Linked DNA regions of Mus musculus: all the other regions are linked to region 1. Evidence: chromatin contacts called from public HiChIP or PLAC-seq and promoter capture Hi-C data. All regions are on one chromosome and are shown on one strand. The core of a region is the stretch at or near the end of the contact, and the rest is flanking DNA. Distances in the headings are between cores, read along the strand shown.

The links. HiChIP or PLAC-seq counts read pairs in DNA pulled down with a chosen protein or histone mark. Capture Hi-C pulls out chosen DNA fragments and counts their contacts.
Region 2: a contact with region 1 is called in a promoter capture Hi-C map of liver, with 2.6 times the contacts expected there. The contact joins the promoter of Arhgef18 here to the promoter of Timm44 in region 1. A contact is called at or near these places in 1 of 484 Hi-C or Micro-C datasets (embryonic stem cells), 1 of 115 datasets of contacts at active chromatin or transcription factors (microglia) and 1 of 9 other capture datasets (liver).
Region 3: an H3K4me3 HiChIP or PLAC-seq map of embryonic stem cells shows a contact between it and region 1, with 7 read pairs. The contact joins the promoter of Camsap3 here to the promoter of Timm44 in region 1. A contact is called at or near these places in 1 of 39 promoter capture datasets (embryonic stem cells), 1 of 115 datasets of contacts at active chromatin or transcription factors (embryonic stem cells) and 1 of 9 other capture datasets (adipose tissue).
Region 4: an H3K4me3 HiChIP or PLAC-seq map of bone marrow-derived macrophages shows a contact between it and region 1, with 5 times the contacts expected there. The contact joins the promoter of Zfp358 here to the promoter of Timm44 in region 1. A contact is called at or near these places in 7 of 39 promoter capture datasets (erythroid cells, hematopoietic stem and progenitor cells, hippocampal neurons and 3 more), 9 of 115 datasets of contacts at active chromatin or transcription factors (astrocytes, bone marrow-derived macrophages, embryonic stem cells and 4 more) and 2 of 9 other capture datasets (liver and macrophages).
Region 5: an H3K4me3 HiChIP or PLAC-seq map of the SCID.adh cell line shows a contact between it and region 1, with 10 times the contacts expected there. The contact joins the promoter of Pex11g here to the promoter of Timm44 in region 1. A contact is called at or near these places in 1 of 39 promoter capture datasets (stem cell-derived epiblast-like cells), 4 of 115 datasets of contacts at active chromatin or transcription factors (the SCID.adh cell line, bone marrow-derived macrophages, memory CD8 T cells and 1 more) and 2 of 9 other capture datasets (liver and macrophages).
Region 6: a contact with region 1 is called in an H3K4me3 HiChIP or PLAC-seq map of stem cell-derived neural progenitor cells, with 5 times the contacts expected there. The contact joins the promoter of Pnpla6 here to the promoter of Timm44 in region 1. A contact is called at or near these places in 11 of 39 promoter capture datasets (the 3T3-L1 cell line, the C10 cell line, cranial neural crest and 7 more), 1 of 484 Hi-C or Micro-C datasets (CD8 T cells), 10 of 115 datasets of contacts at active chromatin or transcription factors (astrocytes, bone marrow-derived macrophages, embryonic stem cells and 3 more) and 4 of 9 other capture datasets (adipose tissue, embryonic stem cells, liver and 1 more).
Region 7: a contact with region 1 is called in an H3K27ac HiChIP or PLAC-seq map of embryonic stem cells, with 6 times the contacts expected there. The contact joins the promoter of Pet100 here to the promoter of Timm44 in region 1. A contact is called at or near these places in 8 of 39 promoter capture datasets (3T3-L1-derived adipocytes, the C10 cell line, embryonic stem cells and 3 more), 1 of 484 Hi-C or Micro-C datasets (uterus), 17 of 115 datasets of contacts at active chromatin or transcription factors (CD8 T cells, astrocytes, bone marrow-derived macrophages and 8 more) and 2 of 9 other capture datasets (liver and macrophages).

Annotation. Positions count from the first base shown.
Region 1 is chr8:4,274,538-4,277,237 of GRCm38.p6, forward strand. Timm44 (translocase of inner mitochondrial membrane 44) reads right to left here and starts at 1,368. Exons shown (of 13, transcript NM_011592.2): 1 at 1,306-1,368. The coding sequence starts at 1,350.
Region 2 is chr8:3,352,066-3,354,907 of GRCm38.p6, forward strand. It overlaps Arhgef18 (rho/rac guanine nucleotide exchange factor (GEF) 18), which reads left to right and starts at 1,372. Exons shown (of 29, transcript NM_001370668.1): 1 at 1,372-1,665. The coding sequence starts at 1,662. Gm30369 (a long non-coding RNA gene) reads right to left here. Exons shown (of 5, transcript XR_870091.2): 2 at 2,788-2,842; 3 at 1,641-1,742.
Region 3 is chr8:3,586,196-3,589,016 of GRCm38.p6, forward strand. It overlaps Camsap3 (calmodulin regulated spectrin-associated protein family, member 3), which reads left to right and starts at 1,255. Exons shown (of 17, transcript NM_027171.3): 1 at 1,255-1,764. The coding sequence starts at 1,617.
Region 4 is chr8:3,491,728-3,494,623 of GRCm38.p6, forward strand. Zfp358 (zinc finger protein 358) reads left to right here and starts at 1,411. Exons shown (of 2, transcript NM_080461.2): 1 at 1,411-1,582.
Region 5 is chr8:3,466,342-3,469,041 of GRCm38.p6, forward strand. It overlaps Pex11g (peroxisomal biogenesis factor 11 gamma), which reads right to left and starts at 1,307. Exons shown (of 5, transcript NM_026951.3): 1 at 1,231-1,307. The coding sequence starts at 1,290. It also overlaps a transcript of Tex45 not described here.
Region 6 is chr8:3,514,050-3,516,749 of GRCm38.p6, forward strand. Pnpla6 (patatin-like phospholipase domain containing 6) reads left to right here and starts at 1,362. Exons shown (of 35, transcript NM_001122818.3): 1 at 1,362-1,507; 2 at 2,461-2,519; 3 at 2,632-2,700. The coding sequence starts at 2,496. It overlaps Mcoln1 (mucolipin 1), which reads left to right. Exons shown (of 14, transcript NM_053177.1): 13 at 734-864; 14 at 965-1,183. The coding sequence ends at 1,001.
Region 7 is chr8:3,620,001-3,622,812 of GRCm38.p6, forward strand. It overlaps Pet100 (PET100 homolog), which reads left to right and starts at 1,551. Exons shown (of 4, transcript NM_001195244.1): 1 at 1,551-1,611; 2 at 2,342-2,428; 3 at 2,593-2,625. The coding sequence starts at 1,585. It overlaps Xab2 (XPA binding protein 2), which reads right to left and starts at 1,296. Exons shown (of 19, transcript NM_026156.2): 1 at 1,228-1,296. The coding sequence starts at 1,278.

The DNA.
Region 1 (2,700 bases), core at 118-2,617:
CAACTACAGAGGAGAACTTTCAAAGACAAACCAACAACTTCTTGGTGCAGGGAAAACTATGGAATAGACCTGTCATGCCCTGGTCAAAGGTTCTAAATACAGAGCCCCTCTGGGCAGAGAATCCAGTAACCTCATGAGAAAGACCCTTTTTGATCCTACCAAATGATGAACTCGTAGTTGTGTGCAGTTGAGTCCAGCACAGGTCCACTGAAACACAATGACCTAACAGAAGCACTTTTCATTTTACAAACTTTTCTTCTCCACTTTTTCCTAGCTATGTAATCACTGGTTAACATCCCAAACTCACATAGGTTGAGAAGTGAAGAGGATCAGGCTGTATCATTTATCACTGCACTGACTGCCAGGGTTGACTTGAATGATCTAGCTACTTGGTGTCATTTTCCCCCTTCCTTCCTTCCTTCCTTCCTTCCAGCTCCACGTGTGTTCTTCTCAAAGTTGCACATTTAGTCAAAGAGGATGATCTTTCTTTGGTCAAGCATATACCTGCTCTTCCCAGGTAGAACCTCCAAACAAGCTCTCAAGGTCCAAATGCATACCAGTATGGCTATAGTTACTGAAGTTTGCTCTTGGGATAACTTGTTTTACATTTCCCTTCCTCCTAATAATTGGCGATAGAATCATACTGAGCTGGGCTTTGGACCAGATCAGCAACCTACTAGCTCCGCGTCTGTGAGCAGATTGCTTAATCTAAGTTTCGCGTTCCTTAACCTAATGAGACTGGGTTAAACAATAGCAATATAAAGAACTATATTTATATTCTGAGTGTGTATTAACAGGACATTGACCTAAGTCAAGAGTTCTAGTTCTTATCCAGAGCAAGAACTACTTCCTGCACTTTCACGCTGATCATTAGAAGTGGAATTTAGGAAACACTCTCCGCTGAGGACTTGACATTCAAACGGGAACAGTGAATGTCACTTTAAAGAGCGAGAGAAAAAACCAAACTTTCATCAAGCTGTTTTCTCAATGGGGTATCATCTCCCCAGACACCAGGGACTCCCTCGTGCACGAGGGAACAGACCGACAGGTGAGAGGTGACCAGTTCCAGGGTAGCTTCGAGCATTGCCGCTGAATTCGGGGAAGAGGGGGTGGGGGATCAGTTCCCGCCCCAGGGCCTTCCTGCTACTTTCCCAAGCCTCGGCTGACCCAATGACCGAACCCTAACCCAACCGTGGAACCCATAAGAAAAAACGAGAGCGATCCGGGACTGAAGAGAAGGAGATCTTAAAAGCCGAGCGTCCAGACCCCTTATTTCTGCCCTACCAGCCCCGCACGTCTGCTCACCCGCGGACAGCGGCACCAGCCACCCCGCAGAGCTGCCGCCGCCATGTTGGAAGAGCCCGTGTGACCTTCCTGCGTCGCTCATCGATCGCGTCATCGGCTGCGCCGGCCTAGAACAGCACCAGCCTGGGAAAACCCGGGGGGAGGAGGAGGAGGGAGGTAGAGGAGAAAGAAACCCGATTGGTCTTCTGGGAGCCAAGTCTCTTATGCTTCAAGACATCAAGGATTCTGCGATCCAGCCTGGGAGGGGGCAGAGTTTAGGACAGGTAAGCCTCTTGTTGAGGCTCAGGGAGGAAAGCATTTTTGTGAGACCATCCGTGGTAAGGTGGGAACTACAAAAGGACAGAGGACTGGAGAGATGGCTCTGCAGTTAAGTCCACTGGCTGCTCTGGCAGAGAATTCGGATTCCGTTCTCGGCACGCACATGGTAGCTCACAACTGCCTATAACTCCAGATTCAGGGGATCCGAAACCCTCTTTTGACTTCCAAGGGTACCAGTCATGGAGGATAGACATACATGCTGCAAAACTCCTACCTATACACATAAAATTAAGATGATGCTAGGTGTGGTGGCGCACGCCTTTAATCCCAGGACTTGGGAGACAGAGGCAGGCGGATTTCTGAGTTCGAGGCCAGCCTGGTCTACAAAGTGAGTTCCAGTACAGCCAGGGCTACACAGAGAAACCCTGTCTCGAAAAACAAAAACAAACAAATTAAGATGACTACAAAAAGGCCTATTGGGGAGCATTCAGTACAGAATTGGGATAGCTCACATCTCAATGGTGGGTTTTTGTTGTTTTGTTTGACGGATTTTTTTTTTTTTTTGAGGGTCTCATGTAGTCCAGCAAGCAAAAGACTCATACACATAAAATAAAAAATTTATAAAAAGACTACAAAAGGGCAAAACCTTTGAAGTATTCAAACTGGTGCACAGATTGCCCCAAAACAAAGAAACAAAACTCCTATGGCTCAGTGTGTGTGTGTGTGTGTGTGTGTGTGTGTGTGTGTGTGTGTGTGTACTCTCCAGGCTGGCCTCCAATTTGTTATGTAGTTGAAGAAGACCTTGAACTTCTGATCCTCCTGCCTCCACCTCCCAAATGTTACTGATCACAGTTGTGCACCACAACAGAAGGTTTATGTACACTGCAGGGGATGGAACATAGAACCTGTGCATGCTAAACAAGCACCCTACCAAATGAGTCACAGCTCCACTCTGAGACAGGACAATGTTAGTGTTAGAGATAGGCATGTAGGTGGGTGAACTACAAAATATATATTTAACTGGAAACTAAACAAGGCTGATTAACTCTAGATACAGTTGACAATGACTGACAGTGCCTTGACCTGCCAGTTGCTCTCAGAGCAAGATTTTCAAACCACTTCTTCCTCTTCTCTCCT
Region 2 (2,842 bases), core at 122-2,621, 920 kb before region 1:
TTCTGCTCACCTTTTCAGGTACTGGTGTACCCATCCTGGTAGGAGTGAAGATAGTCTATATTCATTCCTATTATTAAGTGTGTATGTGTGTGTGCACATGTGTGCATATGTGTGCGTGTACCTGTATGTGTATTTGTTTGTGTGTGTATATATATGAATGTATATATGCAGGTGGCTGTGGGTATGTGCGTTTGTCTGTATATGAATATGTGCTTGTGTGTGCAACTGTCTGGGGTATGTGTGTTTGTCTGTGTGTGGATATGTGCGTGTGTGTGCATGCAATTGTGTTGGGTGCCTATAGAGGTCAGAAGGGGCACAGGACCTTCTATAGCAGAAATTAAGCAGTTATGAGCCACCCAGTGTAGGTGTTGGGAACTGAACTCAGGTCCTCTAGAAGACTAGCAAGCACTCCTAACCACTGAGCCATCTCTCCAGCCCTGCGCATACCTCTTGCCTTCTATTTAAACCTACATCTAATACCAGGTCTCTAAGGATGGACTTGGAGGGGAGAGGTGGGAGGAGCAGGGGGCCGTTTGGTCCTCTTACAGGTGCAGCAACCCTGAATAGATACATTTTTTCTACTTCTCACTGTTGTTTGCCCTGGTTGCCTAGACTTCCTCTGAAGACTGGGCTGGCCTCAGATTCAGAGGTGCGCCTGTCTCTGCCTGCCCAGTGGGATTGAAGGCGTGCACCACCACATGCACTTATTTTTGAGACAATGTCTCTCACTGAACCTGGAACACTGGATCAGACTGGGTAGCCTGCCCTTCCCTGGGATTCTCCTATCTGCCAGCTCAGTACTGGAGTTCTCACAGGTGGCCTTACCACACCCTGACTTTATTTAGTCAGGTGGGGGTGGGGAACTAAAATCAATTCCACTTGCTTGCACAGCAAGCACTTGACCCTTTGAGCCATTTCCTCGACTGACTTTCTTAGAATGAGTCGCTGAATCTGGTTTGTTAGGAGACTGCCAGGACTCAAGCTCTAACCTTAACAGCTCTGGTAACAGTGCGTTAGTTGAAGAAGTGGAGTTAGCGGTAGTGGCAGTATTTACACCGGGAAAACAGACAGATACCAAGCAGAATGATCGCTGGTAGACATTTACAAACCCAGCGTTCAGCTCCACATGTTTCCATGGGTCCACACACCCACATATGTGTCTGTCCCCATGTGTGTTCCAGCGTGTGTCTGTCTAGAGACATGTGACTTGCATGTCCCATGTGTCTCTGTTTGTGTGCCCGAGTGTTAGGGTGAGGCCCTCACACCCCGTTCCTCTTCAGCAGTTGGCGCCACAGGAAGCTGCCGGGTGGGGGTTCAGTGCTGCTGCCTCCCCTCCCCTCCCCTCGTGGGAGGCTTTACATTCTTTACTTTACTTCCCCGTGACGCCTACGGCAGGTACAGGCTGAGGGTGGACTCCCAGATCCTCATAACCCACCTCCATTTGTTTTCTCCTCTCCTTGCTGACCCCTGCTGCCTGCTGCTCAATATTGATGAAGACAACCATAAAAAGCCGGTGGCTTAGAAAGAGGAAACTGGGCAGAGTTGAGCCACTCTGTGGTTAGCCTGGCTCATGTGTCCCTTGAAACCCTGGTTGTGTGACATGGGAGCTGCAAGAGCTGTTAACAAAGCCAGTTACCTACCTGAGCAAGAATCGGGAACTCATGGGTGAGTGACTATCTTGAAGAGTGGTGGGCACTTCGGGATCTGCACGTCTGAGAGTCTGTGAGGCAGGAGATTGACTCCTATAGCCGGGACACAACAGTAAGAGAGTGGGGCAGCTGTTTGCACTGCAGAGATCAGGAATCCTAAAATGACCCTGGAGGGTGCTGGGGAGATAGCTCAATTGATAGGGTGCTTGCTTAGCATGGGCAAAGTCCTGGGTTTCATCCCCAGCACTGCATAAGTCAAAGCTGGGTGTTGTACGCTGTCAAGCATCACTTGGGAGATGGAGGCAGGAGGATTAGAGGTTTAGGTTATCCTCAGCTACATAGGGAGTTCAGAGGCCACCTGGTCTAGAGGAGACCTATGATGGAGTCTGAAGGAACCTTTTGTAAGCAAAGCCTGTGTGGGGACGGAGGAGTAGGGGGCCAGGGATGAGGGAGGAAGTCTAAGCGCCTTTTCAGCAGGTGTCCGTGTTTTGCCTTGTTCTGTTTTGTTTTGCTTTTGAATCTGGGTCTCACCATGCAGTCCAGGCTTGCCTCCAACTCCCAGCATTCCTACTTGTGCCTCCCCAGTTCTGGGGTAACAGGTATGCACGCATACCACCACACTGCAGCTTGACCTCTTCACCTTTCAAAGCATTGGCTCTGGGGTTTTGTTCAGCCTTGCCTGACACAGACTTGGAGAATCCTGTCTGCAAAGCAAAATTTTAAGGCTGACATCTGCTGAAAAGCCGATCTTTCCAGGTCTTCCAAATGGGGACCACCCTCTGCTCAATAGCCCTCCAGCTGTAGGCCCTTAACCCTGGGGAGTCACTGGTGGCTCCCTTTGTGGCCCAGTTTGAGGAACCTCCCACAACAACTGCCGGAATGGAGTGAGGTGAGGAGGCAGGCTGTGGTTTGTACCAGGCACACCCAAGACTACAGTTTCCTCAGTTTCTGTTGACTTTGTGCACTCTCGGGTGTAGGAAGGCGACCCCTGGAGCCATGTATCAGTGGATTTAGAGCTGACCACTCTAACGGAGGTGGTGAGTTAGGTAGGAGACAGGCTTTGAATGTGGCTCCCACAGGGCTGACCCTCCAAGAGAGTCACCCTGGTTTCTGAGGGAAAACTCCAAGTTGTACCCACCTTTAAGCACCCTTCTTGTGACTGTAAATTCCTGTCTGAGGCAGCTTTTCATGGG
Region 3 (2,821 bases), core at 5-2,504, 690 kb before region 1:
AGGGAAACCCTGTCTGGAAAAACCAAAATAAATAAATAAATAATAAAAAAAATAAAATCATAGCTGCCAGCCTTTTTCTAAGATCCATCTAGTCAACAGAGGGGAGTCCCTTAGGTTCTGCCTCACCTCACTCAAGCCACCTGTAACACAGGCCCCCAAACAGTGAGTGTTCCAACCCAGTTCTGTAGATAAATAGATTTGTATTATGGAGCTGGGAATGCTGAACCTGAAAACACACACACACACAAAAGACTGTTTATACCAAAAAAAAAAAAAAAAAGTATGCACCTACACATCATTAGTCACACACAGAAAGCCCCATGCACACAACCACACCCGCAAACACACAGATCCTCTCAGACCCTTACCTACATCTAGTCAGAGGCTTTCTTCAACAAATACTGCAGATATCAAAGGTACACATCAGGACATTTGCAATCCACCTAGTAACCCTACAGAGCTAATCTCACATACACAGCTTTTCTCCTGCCTAAATACACCCACTTGGTATCTCTGCCATCTTCCTGCCCTGACAGAGTCAACAATTACACCCTTATATGATAGATGTGTTTAGACTCACATCATTCTTTCTCCCCCCGCTCTTTCTCTTCCTTCATTTCCAATCTTAGAACACAGAAGGTTGTACAACACAATTCTTTGATTTTACTTATTTATCTCATGTATCCCAGGATCACCTTGAACTTACAAAAATTCTCTTCTTCCCACTTCCCAAGTGCCATGATTCTAGGCATGTACCTACCACCATCCCTAGCTTATTTGGTGCTTGGGATGGAGGAGAAGGTTTTGTACATACCAGATAAGGACTCTGTCAACTAGGGCACAACCCTAGCCACTTAATACAAACCATTGTACCACAACAGGTTTGAAACAGTCACCTTCACAAACAGATGACATCACAAATCTAGATACCTATAGACAGAGATGTTCACAGGTACTCTCAAGCAAGTGGATACAAACACATTCATTTTCTTTTTAAACTAGGACAGAGTCTTGCTGTGTAGCCCTGGTTGGCCTAGAACTTACTGTATAGTAATAGCCACAAACTCCATATGCATATGTGAACTCCACCTGCATATGTGTGGGATCAAAAGCCTACATGGACATCCATGACAAAGGGTCCCTAAGCCTCTCCAGGGTCCGGGAGTGAGCAGGAACACACGCGCGCGCGCGCACACACACACACACACACACACACACACACACACACACACACGAGAACGCATACAGGGACATGCGTTCTTCTGCAGCCCTTCCCTCATCCGCCATCACTGCCGCCCTTTGCAGCAGGAGGACCTATGGAAGCTTTAATGTCAGTGGGGACCCATGTGGACCCAGGAGCCAGAGAGAACTGAGTCCAATCTGGGGGCGGGGCGCACCTGGGTTCCGCCTTGGGGCGGGGTCGACGCCGCGTCGCCAGCGCGCTCGACCGCACCTGGTTCAGCGGCGCCTCAGCAGCTTTATTAGTAACAGCAGCAGCCGCGGCGGCAACCCGATTCGGGGTGGCGGAGGCTCGGCAGCAGCGCAGCGCAGCGCAGCGCACGCAGCCCAGCCCATCAGAGCGCGCGGACCCGGGCGGCCGTAACCCCGGCGTCGCCATGGTGGAAGCGGCGCCCGCAGGGTCCGGGCCACTGCGGAGGACTTTCCTGGTCCCCGAGATCAAGTCTTTGGACCAGTACGATTTCTCTCGAGCCAAGGCGGCGGCGAGTCTGGCGTGGGTGCTGCGGGCCGCATTCGGGGGAGCAGGTAACCCGAGGGCCTTTGGGGAGGGGACCGGGGGAGCCAGGCTGGGGCGCGGCAGGTGCGGGGGGCGGGGCGCCAAGCCGGGGCCGTGGGAACAATAGCTTCGGGGCTGCCTAGGGTCCCCGAGCTTTTGGTCTTTGCTAAGCTGGGCCTCCAAGCTTCCTGCTCGGACGGGGCCCTTGGACTTTGCCCGCCCGGGTCGCTGGAACGCAGTCGGGGGTGGGGCCCGCCAAGAGGCTGTGCGCCTTGGGACCCCGGGATCAGAGCCCCCAGGTGAGCAGGGGTGGGGTCTGCAGACCAATTTTGTGTGTGGTGGGGGAAGGGTCTCCTGGTAGTCCTCTGCTTCCCGCCTCCCACCCCACTCCTCAGACCCCAGGGCCTAACTGCATGGCCAACTCCCCTTTCACACACATCAGAAGCCTGTGATGGTTCCTCCTACCCCCACCTTCCCTATCTACCCTCACAACGTGTACGCGGTGGCTTGGACCCCGCAAGGAGCGTTTTAAGAGATCAGAGCTACAGCTCAGTGACTGGGACACAAACCCTGCCTTGCCGGTGGCCAGCGTGTGTGTGTGTGTGTGTGTGTGTGTGTGTGTGTGTGTGTGTGGTGTGTCTGGGACCACTCTTTCGTCTCGATGGCCCCGTAAAGGCTGGCAGTTGTGACTTATTGCCACATTTTCCTGAGGATTCAGGTAGGCATAAATGGCTCATTCACCAGCTGTTCTAGGGTGGCAGCTCGGGCGGCCAGGCCTTCTCTTATTGAAGCCACCCCTTTTCTCCTCCCTTCCGCATGCCCACAGGCCTGAAGGACTAGGGCCATTCCTACTGGGCAAATGAGGAAGGTGGATTATCAGACCTGGGAAGGCTCTCCAAGTCCTGGCTTTGGGCAGCTTCAGCCACCACAGGATAGAACTGGGAGGCCAGGCTTGGCCTTGGGAAAAACAGAGGTTCATTAAGGTCTAGGCCTTACTGGGAGTAGAAGAACGAGACATACATGCACAGAGACAGAAAAAGATAGAGACAGTAGGAACAGATAGAGATAGAGAGAAGGAGAGGGGGA
Region 4 (2,896 bases), core at 161-2,660, 780 kb before region 1:
CCTCTGGTGTCACCTGTCATTTGAATAGGAAGCTGAGAAAATGGAAGGATCAGAGGGCAAAAGGTTACCTAAAATTAGTGAAAGATTCTACTATCAACAAAAACTCTGTGTGTGTGCACTTGTGTGATAGAGACAGGGGAGGGGGAGAACTTGTACTTACACATATATGTGGACTAGAGAGATTGACTTCAGGTGTCTTCCTCAATGGGTCCCACCTTATTTTAATTTTTTAAAATTGCATTTATTTATGTAGTGGTGTGTGTATATCTTCCATGTGGAGGTTAGAAAATAGTTTGATCTTTCCACCCATGTTGGTCCTAAGGAATCAGACTCGGGTCCTTGGCCTTTCACCAAGCACCTTTACCCACTAAGCCACTTGGTTGTCCCTCCAACCTTACTTTTTGAGACACAGTCTCACAATGACCCTGGGAGCTCACTGATTCAGCTAGACTGGCTGGCCAGTGAGCCCTTGGGTCTTCTTGCCTCAGCCACCTCAAAGCTAGGATTCTAGATACCCACCACTGAATCTGTCCTTCCACATAGGTGACAGAGATCTCAAGCCAGGTCTTCAGCTTCTGCAACAAGCAGTTTACCGACTGGGTCACCTCTCTAACCACCTGTCTTACCACAAACCATCACCCACTGAGCCATTTTGACAGCCCTAAACTTTCTGAGATAATACTAGATGAAGAAAAGACAAGTGCATATTTAAATTGCAGGCCTTCTCAAAGCACACCCTCCCCCGGCCTCTTGCTTATATAATTTGAGTATCATGATAGCTGGTGTTTGAAACAAGATAGAGAAATGAAAAAGAAGGCAAGACAAAGGTAGGCAGAGACAAAAGGCAGAGGCAGAGAAAATGACTGGGCCAGAGGCAAAGAAATTAAAAGAGGAAAAAATAAATTACGGTAGAGAAGGAGAATGGGGAAAAAAGGAGGACTGGAGAGATAGTTCAGCATGTAAAAGTGCACGGCCAAGCCTGCAGACCCTGGTTCTATCCCTGGGATGGAATAAGGAGAGAACGGACTCCTGGAACTTATCTACTGATTTCCCCATGCGCAACACGGCATGCATAGGCACTGAATCCATTTTTTAAAGAAGATAATGAAAGAGATGGAGAGGAGGGGACAGAATGGAAGAAAGATGGACAGATGGAGACAGAGATACAGATGGAGAGTCAAGATCGGGGGTCGGAGAAGGGGCCCGAAAAGTCACATGGGTGCATGGAGGGTTAGGGTGGCGCGGGTTGGTAGGGCGCAAACAAAGACTGGACGCGCGCCAGCTCGGGTGGCCCTGGTCGGGACAAAGGCTTGGCCCGGGGGCGGGGGGGTGGGGTGGGGCGGCGCGGGGGCAGCGATGGCGCCGGCCGCGGAGGGCTCGAGCGAACTACAAGTCCCAGCAGCTCCCGCAGCGGCCCTCGGCCGGCCCCTCTCGCTCCCCGGGAGTGCCTGGCGGGGCCGCTGGGCCGAGGGGGCCGCCAGCGGGTCTGGCGATCGGTGGGGTTTCCTGCAAGCCTGGGGCGGGGAGACACCGGCTGGCCAGCGCGAGTGCAGCCAGGCCGGGCAGGGGCGAGGGGCATCGGGTGAGTGACCCCGAAAGCGGATCGGGCTGGATTGGGGAAGGCTGGACAAAAGGGGGAGGTGGTTGGGAGGAGACCCCTCAACACTAAGAGCAGGGTGCGGGGCGCGGCCCCAGGCTATCTCTACGCACCCCTTGCAGAGTACATGGTGCCAGCGCTCTACTTGGGGGGTCAAGGTGGCGGACGCGGTGGGAAGGGGGTCCGGAGGAGCTCAGGCCTAGTACGTTTATCCGGCCAACGGCGGGACCACCCCCTAATCTACAGTGAATCTGAGATCCGGATGGGTGGAGGCGCCCGCTAGCTCGGAACCCACAGAACAGAACACCTCCTTGTTTCAGAAGGGGGTTCTTTTTTTCTGGAAACCAAGAGAAGCTTGGGGCATTGTTCTTCCTATGTGGGACTTTATACTCCATAGTGTGTGTGTGTTCAGAAGGGAGGTGTCGTGTTACCTCAAGAATCCCAAGAAAAATCCCAGTTATTGTTATCTTCCACATTCAGTCTTAGGATGTAGAGCTCTGGAAGCTCATTTTCCCAAGAGATGATCGGGGTGCACCTGCCCTCTGCACATCTACGAGACAGATGTGAGTTTCCATTCAAGATGGGAGTTCATGAGGCTGCTTCCTTCGAAGGCAATCTAAAAATACCTTGTCTCCAGAAATCTGGGCGGAGACCCCGGGGTACTGCCCACTAATCTCCAGCAGTTGGGCCTAGGTAGAGAAACTGTTGGGGGAAACTCAGCGCCCCTCTGTGTACTATCTCCTGACTGTGAGGTTGGGGTCAGGTAGGTCTCCCTAGTCCCCTGGAGCCCAGCCCAACAAAGAGTTCACTTAGCCCCAAGGTAGAGAGGTGTTACTCTTTCTCCACATCTGCCTCTTTCCCTAAAACAGTCTTCATACCCTAATCAAGGAGTGTGTGGTTCAGGAACTCCCTTCCCTTGAAGACATTCCTCCTCAGCCCTCTGTGCCCCACCCCCCAGTTCTCTCTGTAACCCCCCAGAGGCCCCCCCCCAAGCTATAGTTATCACCGGCTCTTCACCAAGGGGTTAAAATCCACAATCTTATAAGCCAATTGGAAAATTGCTATATTAACTGCTCTCTCCACCCTCTGGCTGTGGAGTTCTTAGTGATCCTTCTGCCCCTTTCCCCAGAAGGGGGCCATGTATGCACCCCTCCTTAGTTTTGAAAAACGTTATTATTTTGTAGCCCAGGCTGATCAGATCTGCCAGCCTCATCCTCAAAAGATGCTGGGATAACAGATGTGTGCCACCACTGCTAGCTCAGGTTTCCACTCCCTGTCCTCTGGTTTAAGACAGAACAT
Region 5 (2,700 bases), core at 57-2,556, 810 kb before region 1:
CGCAAGGCTGTAATAACAAGCATGGGGCACTTAATCTGGCTAAAACTGAAAGCTTCTTTCGTTCTCTCTTCCTTTTTTAAAAGATGTAACATTATTCTAATTTGTTAATTTGAGACGGGGTCTCCGTAGCCCAGGCTAACCAGACACCGTGGTCATGATTAGAATTCCTGATCCTCCTGTTTCCACCTCCCAAACTCTGGAATGAGAGGTGTACAAGCATCTGGTGTACTTGAGACTGAGACCAAATCGTGCACAATGCACAAGCACTCTACCAATTGAGCCAACATCCCAGGCAAGGCAGAAGTTAAGAGGAGAGCTTGACATCAAAATCCAAAAAGTGCCACATAGCCGGGTGTGGTGAGGCACACCTGTCATCCCAGCCAGTATTTGGGGAGCTGAGGCATAAGGACAAGAAAGTTCAGGGTCAGCCTGGACTACAAGGTAAGTTATAGGCAACCAGAACTTCATAACAAGGTCCTGTTTCAACAAAGAAAGAAGAGGGGAAGAGAGGAGAGGGGAAGGGGAGGGGGGGAAGAGTTGCCATGGGGAGTCCCATTAGAGTGCTAGCTTGCTCACCAATGGTTGAAATGACAGAAAACAAAACTATTTCCCACCTCCTGGGCTCTCCTTTGCCCACAGGCAGGGGCATAAGGCTCTTCCGCCTAGCTCTGCCTTTAGCAGGACTGAAAAAGCAGTCTAGGTGGCAAAATAGCCATTTGCTTGGAAGACTTTAGAGAGGGGCCATTCAGTAAGACACTTAGAACACGGAAATTTAGCAGGCTCACCGCCCTTGTATCTTTGTTTCTTTTGTTTTGAGACAGGGTATCCTGTAGCCCAGGCTGGCCTTGAACTCCTGATCTTTCCATTAGAAGTGCCGAGATCACTGGCTTGTGCCAATATATCTGGTTTGTGCGGTGCTGAGGAAGGACCTAAAGGTTTCGTCTATGCTAGGAATGCAGTGGGCTACAGTCCCAGATCTTTTATTATTTCACTTGCTTATCAGAAATGATTAGTTTCAAGCTGTGTGTGATGGCACACACCTGTAATCCCAGCAATTCGGGAGGCTGAGGTAGGAAGTTCTCAGGTAAGACACCAGCCTGCCGACAGCCTGCTGTCATGTAAGACACCGGTCCCTTTAGGACCCCCTCTCTGGCCTGTTTTCCTCATCTCTGAGACCTGACCAAACTCCAGGTCACTCCGGTCCCGCCAAGGCCCCAGACTTCCTCTCACCAGGCGGTCCCGGACCCGGTGGGACTCCAGCGCGGAAGCCAGACGGTTCAGCAGAGCCATGGCAACTCGGTCGTGACGTCACCCAGGGCGGGGTCAAACTCCTTTGGAAAGGTCCGAAGGTCCGCGCAGGCGCAACTGCCTGCCCTTTGTCCGAGTACTGCTACCTTGTAGGCGTGCTAGCCCGAACCCAGTTTGCAAATGTATTACTGCCACGTCTGTCCTCCCTGCCCACGGACACCCAGAATGACCTTCTAAGCCTGTTGAAATTCGCTCCACCGCTGCTTAGGCAACTCCGCAAGCAAAATGTTTCAAAAATTAATTCATTGCCTACGGGCGGGGGGGGGGGGGAGCGGGGAGTGGGGACAATCAAAAGCTTCACTTGTGGGCTTCATGTACCTGCTTTATCAGTTTGTCTGTTCTGAGCATCTGTGACTGGTGTACTCTCACAAGGCATCTTGATTTTCACTTTCTTTGAGGGGTGATTAGATTTCTTTCTTTTTTTTTTTTTTTTTTTTTGAGGATTTCATTTAGTTCACGCTATCTTTGAACTCACCATGTGCTCAAACTGGCCTTACACTCCTTATTTAGTCTCCCAAATGCTGGATGATAGGCATGTGGCACAAGGCTCCAAGACATCATTAGATATGTTATATTAGATATCATTAGTTACCTGGCTAAAAGGCACCTTTAGAAGAAAAATGAGCTCGGCAGGGAACAAGTACCTTTAATCCCAGCATTCAGGGGGCAGAGGTTCTCCGTGAGTTCCAGGCTAGCCAGATCTACATAGGGAGCTCTGGGCCAGCAGGATGGCACAGTTGGTAGAGGCGCATGTAGGTCAAGCCTGAAGACATGAGTTCCATCCTTGGGACTGGCATAGTTGAAAGTAAGAACCCACTCTGGTGCTAGCTGTCCTCTAACCTCCACAGTTATGGTGTGGTGCACATGCGCGTGTGTGTAAAAACAACTACAAAATAGTCAAAGTTCTCTTCCACTCTTCCTTCCAGGAAGGACAAAAGTTGATCGCTAAAGGTGTTTGATCCATATCTACCTGAGCAGGGCACCCAGAGAATTCACCTTAACCAGCTGTGTTTTGTTTTGTTTTGCTTTGTTTTGTTTTGTTTTTTTGTTGTGTTTGGAGGAGTGAAGACACAAGTATTTTGAGTATTTGTTTTGAAACAAGATCTTATGTAGTCCAAGCTGGGCTCCAACTGAATTAATTTGTAGCCAAGACTGGCCTTGGACTCCTCCTGGTCCTCCTGCCTCAACCTCAGAAGTGCTGGCATGACAGGTGTGTGCCACCAAGTCTGGTTTGTGTGGTGCTGGGATGGAACCCAGAGCTCTCTGCATGGTAAGCTAATGTTCTATACTGAGCCACATTCACAGACCCCAGAACAGTATTTTTTTTTAAAAAGATTTATTTATTATTATAAGTACACTGTAGCTGTCTTCAGATGCACCAGAAGGGGGCAT
Region 6 (2,700 bases), core at 112-2,611, 760 kb before region 1:
GCAGGAATGCTACTTCTTCTTTGTACCCTATAAGACACCACACACATACACATGCACACACACACAAGGCAAATATACATAACTATCCAAAAGTCAGTGCAGCTAGGTGGCTGCTTGGGACATTCCCTTCATCTCTTGAGAATTCTAGATTGAGGAGATGGGAGCCCGAGGAAGAGCATACTTGTAGAAAGGAACATCCAAAGACTGGGAGGCAGAAAGGACCTGGAGAAATAGCAGTGGTGCCAGGAAGTCACAGGGAGAATGTTCGGGGACTCTGCCTCATTCTGAGGCACTGGCAGTGGATGTGTGCACTCTTTCCCACATGGATAGAAGCTCTACCACAGGTACATTACTGTCACCCAGGCCCTAAGCAGCCACACTGAGTCTCGCTGCAACACTTGGATATCACGCAGGACCCGTGGATGCAGGAGTTCAGGCCTTATGCCCACTAACTCTTTTACACTGTTCCAGCTGAGATGCTGGGTTACTAAATACCAGTCTAGGCTTCTGGCCCGCAGCAGAAGGCACTGAACCAATGAGCCTGAGACCTGCGGCCACATCCGGGGATAGGGAAGATTTCTACAGTGAAGCAAGCCACAAAGCAAAGGTCCAGAAATGAGACCCAGAGTGGTCACATCAGAGCAACAGCAGGATGTCCAGTTGGCCGGACCTAAAGAGCACTAGAGGTCAGGACCATCTTTCATGCTGAGTTCGGGGAATCGTCTCTTTCCAGCACCCAGGAGGTACTGGCACAGAGAAGAGTGAGCTCCAGGCCTACATCGAGCAGTGCCAGGATAGCCCCACATCTGGCAAGTTCCGTCGTGGCAGTGGCTCAGCTTGTAGCCTTTTCTGCTGCTGTGGAAGGTTGGAGCCCCAGATCTGGGTTGTGGATTGATTAGAGGCTGGGGGAAGAAGTGTGTGCCAGAGAGACTGGGTGCCTCTTTTTTCCATTTCTCTCTTCCAGGGACTCCCCGGAGGACCATTCGCTGCTGGTGAACTGATCCAAGATGATTGCCACTAGACTTTATCCCCATGTACTGCTGGGACCCCAGCTTATTTATTTTTAGAATTTGCTTTAAAAGATCTGCGTCTGACAGGCCTTGTGAGGGCTTGGGCTGATCGAATCGGACACAGGGGAAAGGGAGGGCATGTAGGGCGGCTGTTAAATAAAAGGGAATGTAAATGCGGTGGTCTAATTTGTAACAGGTGAGGCAGCCCTTTCATAAATCGTCAGCTCCTTTAAGAGGCCGCCACACTAGGCATGGCTGGCGCAGTGCGACCTTCCAAGCATGGCGGGAGGCGGGGATGGGGCGTGTCCTGCAGCGGAATAATTTAAAGGTGCCGCGTCTGAGGCAGCGGGCAGAAAACTAGGGGTGTTGGCCGAAGCTGGGTGGACCTGGTTGCAGCTCCTGAATGGTACGAGTTTCCATCGACCGAGCAAAGGTGTCCCTTCGAGGACTGTTAGAGAGCTTCAGCTTTGCCCCGGATCGATTTGTCCTGATTCCGGGTAGGTCCCGACTTTTTGATGCTCCAATACCACCCCACCCCCATTCCTAAGTTCCTTGTCCCGGTGTTTCCGCATCGGTAGTCAGATGCGACCTGGAGTACGGAATGGAAGTAGTCAATCTAACAATTTTCCAGGTAACATCTCAGGGCCCTGCGATCCTTCTAAATTCCCATTAATAATAGTCTAAAGGCATCAGAAAGATCTCCAGCGTCCCAGGAGAGTCCCGGTAGCGTTCCTACCTTCCCCGGTATCTTCCTGGAAGCTCCTAGACTCCTAAGTAGTTATGTGTATCTCCGGATCTCAGTAACTTTCCAGTGCGTCGTTCCTCCTACCCTCCCCCAATTCCGGCGTCCCTGGTTACACATCCTGCATCATTTCACTAATCCCAGGGATGCTCCGCACCGCGAGACCCGGTAACTTTCCTTTTACGTGACAGTTAAATCTCCAAGCCCGAGCCTATAACACTTTGGGAGCTCATCTTACTCCGATGGCCCTAGAGCCCCCTTTTCAATAGATTGCACAGCAGTGCTTCCAGTGCACGCCCCAGCTTCCTTGATGGGCCCAGGCTTGGGTCAGGAGCCCAAAGTCCAATTGTCCCTCAGCCTCCTGGCTTACAGGTCCTGGTTTCTTCTGGAGTGAGACATCGCGTCTTTACAGGGTGTAGGAAGGGGTCTCGCCTAAGGGTTGGTTAATCAAGAGTAGTCAGACATACGGAAGGCCAGGCTAAGGAAGGAACCACTGCCAGAAGAGATCATGGCTTAAGGGCACCTGCCAGCGAGCTGCTGACTGTGGGTGCCAGGACGGCTACCCTTTTGGCCACAGGGTGCAGATGAAAACGTTACGGAGTCTGGTCCGCCTTATGCATAAGTGAAGTAGGACAAAGAGCTGGGGGCTGGTCTCATCCCTTGATCTGGGCGGGGAAATCAACTTGCCCCTATCCTTCTGTCTAGCAGTACCCCTCTAGACGCTCTCACCCCAACCCCGGCGAATGGAGGAGTCACTCCAGCCAAAGGTATCTAGGGGGCGTGGCTTGTGAGACGAGCTAGGGGTAAGGAGCCTGTAGGCGCTGCTGGGTAGGCTTGATTGACATCTTGTTCTGGTCCCTTTTGCTCCTCGATTTCCAGGACTGCAGGCTACAAGACCTGCTACCTAGTCCGAAACAATCGATGGAGGCCCCACTGCAAACCGGAATG
Region 7 (2,812 bases), core at 301-2,800, 650 kb before region 1:
GGACACAACACAACAAGGTCCCAGACATGATTTCTTCCTCTATTGAAGCTGGATCACCAGATATTAGCTAAAGCAGTGGTTCTCAATCTACGGCCACTATGCCTTTGAGGACCAAAAAAATCCCTTTCACATGGGCTGCCTAAAAACACCAGAAAACACAGATATTTACATTATGATTCATAACAGTAGCAAAAGTACAATTATGAAGTAGCAATGAAAACGATTTTATTGTTGGCAGTTACACAACATGAGGAACTGTATTGAAGGATCACACATTAGGAAGGTTTCAAACTACTGTGCTAGATAGAGTGTTAGTTTAGACCTCTGGCTCTCAGCACTCAACTGCCCACACAGATCTCTTAGTTGTTAAGGAGACTCTGCCCAGATATCAGCTTTGTTCAGTAAATCTCACTCCCTGGCCCCAATCCTCACACTCTTAAGAAGTCTTTGACAATTTCATACATATATACAAGGAGTTTTGGATATCTTCACCATCCATTATTTTCTCTTATGCCCTTCCCATAATCCCTAGCGTCTCACAGCACTAGGGCCAGAGGCCTGGCCGCTGTCATGGACAGCTGGTTGTATCCAGGCACCACACACTTCCTCCCGGACATCAGGCTTTTGATCCTTCACGCTTACACTATCACCACCGCACCTATCTTCATACCTGGCCTGTATAATAACATTTTAAAGTTTTGTTTTGTTGCTCTTGAGACAGGGGTCTCACTATTTGTTCTAGCTGTCCTGGAATTCACTATATAGACCACACTGGCCGCAAACTCACAGAGATCCACCTGCCTCTGTCTCCCAAGTTCTGGGATCAAGGGCATTCACCACCACACCCAACCCAAAGTTTTAAAGTTTTTAACTTATTATTTTCCCCAGCCTCTTCTCAGGTGGCAGATACCGGTGATCTCCATGAGTGCATCAAGCCGTTATCCAGAATCCAGAACACTAGCCGGTCACTATGCCTATCAAAATCCACGTCGATTCACTCTCATTCCCCTCCTGGCCTCTTAACCTCAACAGCAGCTCCTCACTCGAGCCATGAGGGTACGTACGGTTCTTTATTCCCGGTCTGATCAGTGTTTTGACATGTCGCCCCATGGACTGGGGTCTAGTCCCCCCCCGCCCTCCCCCCCCGAGAGCCAGACTCCGATCCTGTAAGGTATCCAGCTTTGGATCTTCCCTAGCGAATCACCCTCCACCTCGCTGCAGACTTACAAAAACAAGGTCCGGCCGCTCGGAACGCGGAACTCGCGCCATCACCACCATCTTCCTGGCTCTCCAGGTACAGACGAGAGTCGCGCTCTAGTGGCGTCACGCACAGAAGGCCCGCCCTCTTCGAGACAGACCCGTTTTCTATTGGCTGCACCGCACTTTGACAGCACCGCTTGCTCTGTTAAATTTTGAGTGGTTAAGGAAGTGACCGGAAGCAAAGGGGCGCCGGAAGATGACGTCACAGACCCGGGTTCCTGACCACTCCGCTTCCGTATTGGCCCTTGGGCAGCACCAATGAGGTTTTGCATTACTGGACAGTCGACTTTGGGCGGAAGTGGCTTCGTAAAACCGAAGAGCGAGATGGGGGTGAAGCTGGAGGTGTTTCGGGTCAGTGAGTTCTAGGCGTTGGACGTCTGGACCCGGGGTCTTTCAGAAAATGAAAATAGATCTTGGAAGTGAGAGAAGCGCAAGGCAGGGAGGCGTTCCACAGAGAAAGTGTCTGAGACTTGTACTGGCACCCCAGCAGAAGGAGCACTAGATGTGGGGGCTTAGAATGGAGGGAAGCGTCTCAGAGATGGGAGAGCTGAAGAGGGTGGTTCAAGGAAGGGAGGCTTCAGATCCAGAGTGGGGTTTCCAGAAGGAGAGCCCAGAGCTCATGATGGGTCTCAGATAGGATTTCTAGAAGTAGGAGAATATATTTGGAAAAAAAAAAAAAAAAAAAAGAGGGCCCTCTATATGAGATGCTACGGGTGGGTATCAGATTGGGAGTTAATAACATCTCAAGGATATGTGTTTGTAGTAGGAACCCTTGGACTGTTAGTCTCTCTCTTCCTTTCCCTCTCTTCTACATCCTTCGTGCACGTGTGCCTGTGTGTGTGTGTGTGTGTGTGTGTGTGTGTGTGTGTGTTTGTGTGTGGTGGTGGTGGAAGGGAGTCGTGGACAGAACTACTACGAGTAAAATCTGCTTGATCATGAAAACCAGGCTTTAAGGTGCCAGGTTTCTGTTCTCCGGGTAGGATTTCTGGGGTTCCCGGGGAGCCCCTGAGGCTGAGCTCCGGACCTGTCCTTTGGGCTTCCCTGCAATCTCCCTGTGCTCCACCCACCTCTGCTTTTACAGATGTCCCTCTACCTCACTTTCCCCGTGGTTATGTTCTGGATCTCCAATCAGGCTGAGTGGTTTGAGGACTATGTTGTCCAGCGTAAGGTGGGTATCAAAGTGCTTGATGGATAATTCCTGCGGAAGGGAGGGTATGAAGCACCAACTTGCTATTGAGATCCATTGTCTGCCTCTCATGAGTCAACCCTGTTGTGGATGTGGGGCTCTGGATTCTCCTGCCTTGTGTTCTCACCTGTGACTTTGTTCCACAGAGGGAGCTGTGGCCAAGAGAGAAGGAGGGTCAGGTCAGTAACCTGTTTTCCCCAAGGAGCTGAGTCACTCTTACCTAGTTGGGCTTGGAATAAAGATTTCACCCTCAGCCATAGGTAGGAAAGTGGAAGCAGCAGACTGAGTAGGAATTCCAGACTAGCCTGGGCTAGAGACCTTGTCTCCATAAAGGTTTCTTGTTGTTTGTGATGGTGTATACCTACG